Linked DNA regions of Mus musculus: region 1 is linked to region 2. The links are chromatin contacts, called in public HiChIP or PLAC-seq maps. All regions are on one chromosome and are shown on one strand. Each heading gives the region's core, a stretch centred on a gene start, on an enhancer-like site or on the middle of the called end of the contact. The rest is flanking DNA. Distances are from core to core; before and after follow the strand shown.

Region 1 (4,041 bases), core at 1,159-3,658, 81 kb before region 2:
ACACATTGTGATTGTTTGTATATGCTTGGCCCAGGGAGTGGCACTATTAGAAGGTGTGGCCCTGTTGGAGTAGGTGTGTCACTGTGGGTGTGGGCTTTAAAGACCCTCATCCTAGCTGCCTAGAAGCGAGTACTCTGCTAGCAGCCTTCAGATGAAGATGGAGAACTCTCAGCTCTGCCTGAACCTTGCCTGCCTGGATGCTGCCATGTTTCCACCTTGATGATAATGGACTGAACCTCTGAACCTGTAAGAGAGCCCCAATTAAATGTTTTCCTTATAAGAGTTGTCTTGGTCATGGTGTCTGTTCACAGCAGTAAAACCCTAACTAAAGCATATATGCATATATATATATATAATTTGTGTGTGTGTGTGTGTGTGTGTTGTGTGTGTGTAGGGGGTGCATACATGTGCCACAAAACTTGTGCAGACATCAGAGAACAGCTGGCAGAAGTTATTTCCCTCTTTCTGTCACATGGGTCCTGGGAACTGAACTTGGGTCATCGAGTTTAGTGGCAAGTGTCTATCCATTGAGCCATCTCATTGGCCCTGATTCATTCAGTTTTACTAAAGTGTTCTATGGGGGTTGACAAATATGAATAGCTGGTCAATCTCCTCTACAATCAAAGATACAGAGTATCATAGTTTGGGTTTCCATTGCGGTGAAGAGACACCACGACCAAGGCAACTCCTGGGACAACATTTAATGGGGGCTGGCTTAGAGCTTCAGAGGTCCAGTTCATTGTCGTCATGGTAGGAAACATGTCAGTGTGCAGGCCGACCTCGTGCTGGAAAAGGAGAATCTTGATCTGAAGGCGACCAGGAGAGACTGTCTCCTCCTCACGGGGCAGAGCTTGATCTGAAGGCAACCAGGAGAGACTGTCTCCTTCTCTGGGCAGAGCTTGAGCACTAGGAGCCCTCAAAACCCACTCCCACACTGACACACTTCCTCCACCAAGGCCACACCTATCCTAACAAAGACACATCTGCTAATAGTGTCACTCCCTGTGGGCCACACCTGAGTCTCTGGGGACCAAGCCTACTCAAGCCAGCACACAGAGCACTTCAGTTACCCATTCCATTTCCAGCTTCTCCCCTCCTCCCATTTGTTGTTCCAGGAAGACTGATGAGGAGGCCAGTTTTGCATTCTCAAAACTGCAGGTTGTAAAACTTTCTTGTCTTTGTGGCCCCATTTTACCTGCCTAGAGTGTTGTGGTTCTCCATTGCAACCACTCCACATTTAGGCTTCGTGATCTAACTGCTCATGCTCGATCCAGTCCGACCACACTCTTCCTGCTGGCGTGAACACTACTGCTGAGCACAACTCTGTGCAATGTATGGGCCATTTTAAAATATTTGATGTTTTGACTCAGTCACATGTAGCCTATGATATCCCCAAACTCATGAGCCTTGGGATATAGTTGATAGAATGCTTGCCTAGCATTGCGGAAGCCCTGGGCTTCAAACTTCAGCACAAACAGTGCAGCCAGCGGCAGAGGCCTGTAATCTCATCATTTAGGAGAGTCGAGAAGGAGAATCAGAAGTTCAAGGCTCTTCTCAGCCACATATCAAGTCTGAGGTCAGCTTGGGTACCTGGAGCCGTGTCTCAAAGCAAAACAAAACAAAAACACAGATAGCTGAGGATGGTCTTCTAGTCCCCACCTTCCTGACTCCATCCTGACTCCTGCAGGCATGATCGAACCTTCTGGATATTATCTTGGGAATAAAGAAACAAAGACAGCTAATGTTGGCCCAGCTGATCCCACAGGGTGAGAGGTGTGGACCATATTAGATTTGCTTCGATACCCAGACTGATCAAGCTCTGGAAAGGCAGATTTTGTTGTTCCAGAATGACAGACATCTGCCGTTTCTTTCGACCCCAAACCAGTGGGATTGAAAAATTCCACTCAAAAAAAAAAAAAAAAAAAAGCCACTGGGAGTGGTGGTGCAAGCCTTCAATCCCAGTACTCAGAAGGTGGAGCCAGAGGATTTCTGAGAATTTGAGGCCAGCCTGATCTACAAAGCAAGCTCCATCCAGGACTATGCAGAGAAACCCTGTCTCCAAAAGAAGCCTTCTTTTCTTTTGATTTTGTGTATTTGTGTTTATCTGTGTGCATGGGCTCCTGTGGAGGAATTAGATCTCCTTGAGCCAGAATTACAGGCGGTTGTGATGTGGTTGCTAGGAACTTAGCTCCTTCGGTTGGGCACTATATGCTCCTAGCCACCAAAACCATCTCTTCAGGCCCTAAACACACTTCTCTTTGTTGACTGCATTTTATTTAGATCATAGGGGCTTCAACCACCTGGAGAACCAGGACCTGGCACAAAGACCCTAACCCATGCTTTATGACACCAGCACTAAGTCACAGAGGCCCCGCGGCTCCTAGCTCTTGGGATGCCCTGGCCCCTTGGGTAAAGTTTTCCCCGGTGGGGCTGATGGGGAAAGATGGAATTTCTTGGAACCACTCAGACAGCGAGTTTCTGTGGCCCCAAGAAAGGCTGTGGCTTGCAGGCGCTGCCCCCTGCTGGGCAGGAACCTGTGGTACAGGAGTGCTACCAACCCTTTCACCTGCCCGGATACCGCTACCTGAACGCGTGGAGACCCAGCGTCTTCCACAAGATCGCCACCTCCCAGACAATCCCCGAGGAATGCTCAGGCATCCGGCGGCCGCCCACCATCCTGCCCTCGCTCCGCTCCGCGCTCTTCTGTCGCTACACCCCAAGGGACTGGGACCGCTCCAATGATCTGCAGATCAGGAATGCAGAGGCCTCGCGGCTCTGGGCCAGCCGGCTGACAGGCGACTCGCTGCGGATCATGCAGGATAAGGACCAGCTGATACACCAGATGCAGGAGGGAACCTCCCGGAACTTGGGCCAGAGGCTATCCGACCTCGGTTTCTGGAAGTCCGAGTTGTGCTATGAGCTGGACAGGCTTCTGACGGAGAACAGCAGCATGGACACCCTCAAGAGGCGCTTGGAGTGCGCTGCTGAGGAGGTGAACTGTCCCTTGCAGGTGAGTGGGGGAAGGGAGACACCACTGCACCTGCTGTTACTGAGTCAAGGTGGCAGGCATCTTGCAGATGGGTTGAATTGCGTTGTCGTTCACGGTCAGATTTTTAAGGTGAAAAAGAGTGGAGAAATAGCTCAGGGCTAAGAGCAGTTGTTCTTGCAGAGGACCTGGGTTCGGGTTCCTAGCACCCACATGGCAGCAGCTGACACTAATTTCACTCTAATTTCACGGGTTCGGAAACAATCTTCTAGCCTCCTAGGGCACTGCATGCTTGTATATATATATATATATATATATATATATATATATATATATATATATATGCTTATATAGACATGGAAGCAAGCAAAATACTCATACACACATAACAAAAATAAATAAATTAAATAATAATTACAATCTCAGTCAACTCAGAATAGCCTCAATCAGATGCGAGTTTTCAGATTGGATCAATTTCCTCCTTAGGTGTGCTGGTCAGGGTTCTCTAAAACAAATACAGACCACAGGGGGATTTACTGGATTGGTCTACACAATTCATACTGAGTAGTGACACATGGCCGTCTGAAGGGGCTGAGAACCCTGTAGCTGCTCAGTGCAATTGTCTGGGTGCCTCAGCGTCCCAGTGTGGTGGTGGAGGCCCAGGGGGGCGGGTCCTAAAGAGTTGCAGGCCTTCAGTCCATGTTGGCAGGCTGATTTCTGAAGGGGAGGAGCAGCTGCAATAGGGTAGGTGGTCTCACTGGAAAGGAATGAAGGCAGGCAGGCAAAAGCTGCACTGGTTTTCTCAAAAACCCTTTTCATGTGTAGCTGCTGCCCACTGTGGGTGTGGGGGAAGGTTCCCCTTCTTAGGGAGTTTTCCCATACACCTTCCCAGAGCCTCTCAGTTGACCTCAGAGCCAATCAAGTTGACAGCTAATAACAGTCATCACATAAGGGTTCCATCAAGATACTGTGTACCTGCTTATGCAAGTGTGTACACACATGCTGTGGTCATTAGGACATTGGAGATAACATCTTCTAACAGATACCACAATTGA
Region 2 (3,670 bases), core at 1,169-3,668:
TTCAAGGTCATCCTTGGTTATTTAGTAACAAGTTGGAGGCCAGCTTAGGCTACATGAAACCTTGTCTCAATAGCAACAACAATAATAAGCTAATGTTGGTAAGGTATTTGACACGTGGCTAGTGGTTAGTAAATAATAGTAGCCACTGAAACTCTCCCTTCTTGCAAAGCCTTTGGGTTTTTTGTTTTTGTTTTTGTTGTTTTCAAGATGACCATGGGACAGACAGGCCTTAGCTCAAAGTAATGTCTCCTGACCCCTGTGCAATGACTCTCTTGCTTGGGGAATGAGTCTTCATTTGCCTTGACCATGCAAGTGAGATCCTAGACCAATTTTATCAACCTGAGGCCTGGAGGAGTGACCCTTCGGATTTGGGAGTGTCATGTCCCCCAAGGAATCTCTAACTTTGACCCAGTGAGAGCTTCCTTCTAGAGAGATCTGCAATTGGATTTCAAATGATGTTGGTGAACATGGAGATGTAGCAGCCGGGCTTGCGGTGGTAGGGGTGGTGGTATTTGCCATGTGTACCTGTTACCCTAGCACTTGGAGGGTTGCAAGTTTAAAGACAGCCTGGGTTGCATTAAAGATCTTGTCTCAACAAATAATAAGTAAATAAATAAAATAAACCAAGAGCTGGCAAGATGGCTGTCATTGTTAGCTCAGCTGTCATCTTGACACAAACTCAGAGACACCTGGGAGAAGGAGACAGAGATTGAACAATTGCCTCCATCAGACTGGTCTGTGGGTATGGTGGTGGTGCATTTTCCTGACCACCATGTGGGCATGGCCATCCCTGGGTCCTTTCCCAGGTCCAGGTGGGCCTGGACTATATACGGTACTGAGCAAGTCAAAGGCCATAGTCATCAGCCTTCCTCCACAGTCTGCACCAGCTCCTGCCCCAGGTTCCCACCTGAGCTCTGCTTTTCCTGAAGTGTGAGGTGCAACCAATCCTTTCTTCTCTGAGTTGTTTTTGGACCTGGTGTTTATCACAGCAGCAGGGGCAGAGGATAATAAGGACACTTGCCACTAGATGTGAGGACCTGAGTTCTCTCCTCAGGATCTATACAGTGGAAGGTTCTCTCTGCTCTCCATGTGTGCTCTCCATACACACAAGCAAATAAGTAAGTGAACAAATGTAATTAAAAAAATACTGAAAACAGAAATAACTGATGTGGCAAGAAGGCTCTGACAGGTGAAGGCACTTGCTGTCCAAGCCTGGTGGCCTGGTGATCCTCAGGAGCATTGCCAAGAAGGAAGGAGAAAATCAGCTCTTCAAAGTGCATGCGCGCGTGCACACACACACACACACACAGAGAGAGGGGGGGGGGAGAGAGAGTGAGGAGAGAGAGAGAGAGGAGAGAGAGAGGGGGAGAGAGAGAGAGTGAGGAGAGAGAGAGGGGGGGAGAGAGAGAGAGAGAGAGAGAGGAGAGAGAGGAGAGAGAGGGGAGAGAGAGAGAGGAGAGAGAGGAGAGAGGGGGGGAGAGAGAGAGAGAGGAGAGAGAGAGGGGAGAGAGAGAGAGAGGAGAGAGAGGAGAGGGGGGGGAGAGAGAGAGTGAGGAGAGAGAGGGGGGGGAGAGAGAGGAGAGAGAGGGGAGAGAGAGAGAGAGAGGAGAGAGAGGAGAGGGGGGGAGAGAGAGAGGAGGGGAGAGGGGAGAGAGAGAGAGGAGAGAGGAGAGGGGGGAGAGAGAGAGAGAGAGGAGAGAGAGGAGAGAGGGGAGAGAGAGAGAGAGAGGAGAGAGAGGAGAGAGAGGAGAGAGGGGGGAGAGAGAGAGAGAGAGAGGAGAGAGAGGAGAGAGGGGAGAGAGGGGAGAGAGAGAGAGAGAGGAGAGAGAGGAGAGAGAGAGGGGAGAGAGAGAGAGAGAGAGAGAGAGAGAGAGAGATTAAAAGTGCTTAAGAAAAGAAAAAGAGAAAGCAAGGATACAATGCCCAATTGAGATCACAACTTGGATCCTCTATATCAAACTTCTCAGGCCTGGCCAGGCTTGAAGGAATCTTAAGACTGGTCCTTATGGTGGTCTTACTTCGGGGAAGGAATTGATTTTTCAGTTATGGCTTGGCTCATATCAACTCAGCCTCTCCAGGAGGCACCGAGTGTGGCCTTTAGGCCTCAGGACAAGGTCCCGCCACGCCTTCCTTTTCTATCATAGGAAACTGAGGCAGGAGAGATTAACAACCAGCTAAATTAGTAAGAGACAGAGAGGGCTGCTCGGAAAGAAGTGGAAATCTCAGGGTCCTGACCCTGCAGTCAGGAGAAGAGGGGCGGCAGAGATGAGAAGGGCAGCGATGATCCCAGCAGGAGACTTCCAGCTCCCTCGAACTTTACAGAGTGCTGCTGGACGGCCCAGCAAGGGGAGGTGGGGGGGGGGGGGGCGCCCGGCCTCCCGTGGTCCCGCCCCCTGGATCGGCGGCTCCTGACATCACGGGCGGGCAGGGAGGCGGGCTAGGGAGAGGGCGGCAGGGAGGAGGCTCGGCAGCCCGGAGGGCGGAGGACGCCGCGCAGTCCCAGCCCCAAGCTTCAAAACAGCCGGCGCCTCGCCCCACGCGCAGCCCGCCACTGTGTCCAGACGCCCGTGCCCGGTGAGTTGGGGGCGCGACAAGGGACTGCGGTGACGTCGGGGTTCCGGAATGACAGGGAGCAGTGTGCCCTCTTTAGGAATCGGGACAGGCCAGGGGATCCGTGCTTGACGGGGAAGGGTTGGGGTGCGGTTCGTGCGGCAGTCCCGTTGCTCCTTCTCCAGATTTCTGTGGCGCAGACCTTCCCTTTGGTGCCCCCCAAGGCCACCCTGCCACCCCTGGGTGGCATTCGCCACCTTTTGCGTCCAAGTGGGCGGGAAAAGTCTGGGAAAGAGTCAGGGCGGATCCCCTCTCCACCATCGCTGGCCCAAAGCTCTGAACTCCAGAGTAGCCCACTTGTTGCCTGTTGTACTCAGCGTCTGATTCCCAAGCAGTACCAATCAGACAGGACCTGGTCCTCGGGTCCCTGAGGGCCGCGCACTCCTCCGGGTCTGGGCTCCGTGGCGCCCCACAGCGGCGAGGGGGCAGCTTCCTTGGGTTCTTAACGGTGTCCCAGCCTGGGGGGTAAGCTCCAAGGATGGCCCCCCTGCCTGCTCTTGACTACTGTGGCAGATCTGTGGGCTTTAAAGGGAAGAAGGGATGGCACCCATGATTCCACGGGAAAAGGAGGTATAACTGAGTGTGCATGCCAAGCTTGGAGAAGGACTGAAGCATCTAGGTTCAGTTCAGGAGGGTCCCACTACTATGAGGCATCTAGAACCTACAAGTTCAAAGGCAATCCAGAGTGGGTGGTGATCATTGCCAGGCGATGGAGATGGCTGGGATTTTGGACTATTTAACAGGTACAGATTTAATTGCGGATGATGGAACGTTTTGAGTATAGATAGTAGTGGGCGTCACTCAACATTGCTGGTTCATTTCAGGCCATGTGCTTGTAGAATTACAAATGGTTTACATCATAAATGCTGTGCTCTTACCACAATGAGAGGCACAAAAGACGCCTCTAGCCGCCTCTGCTTGAGCATTCCGAATCAGAGAGAAATTCCAAAACCTAGACATGGAGGCTGACCACCTCTCCCTGGAATGTCACTTTCAAATAATGTAAGGGGTTCAGTAGGATGGATCCATGCAGGTTACAGGAGAGACCCAAGGGAAGAGA

The links. HiChIP or PLAC-seq counts read pairs in DNA pulled down with a chosen protein or histone mark.
Region 1: a contact with region 2 is called in an H3K27ac HiChIP or PLAC-seq map of embryonic stem cells, with 9 read pairs. The contact joins the promoter of Tekt5 here to the promoter of Emp2 in region 2. A contact is called at or near these places in 16 of 39 promoter capture datasets (3T3-L1-derived adipocytes, the C10 cell line, the SN4741 cell line and 10 more), 3 of 15 datasets of contacts at CTCF or cohesin (the NIH/3T3 cell line, embryonic stem cells and large pre-B cells), 17 of 484 Hi-C or Micro-C datasets (the HL-1 cell line, the HPC-5 cell line, bone marrow-derived macrophages and 10 more), 14 of 115 datasets of contacts at active chromatin or transcription factors (bone marrow-derived macrophages, embryonic basal ganglia, embryonic fibroblasts and 6 more) and 4 of 9 other capture datasets (adipose tissue, embryonic stem cells, liver and 1 more).

Annotation. Positions count from the first base shown.
Region 1 is chr16:10,393,822-10,397,862 of GRCm38.p6, reverse strand. It overlaps Tekt5 (tektin 5), which reads left to right and starts at 2,408. Exons shown (of 7, transcript NM_001291001.2): 1 at 2,408-3,010. The coding sequence starts at 2,444.
Region 2 is chr16:10,312,716-10,316,385 of GRCm38.p6, reverse strand. Emp2 (epithelial membrane protein 2) reads left to right here and starts at 2,418. Exons shown (of 5, transcript NM_007929.2): 1 at 2,418-2,574.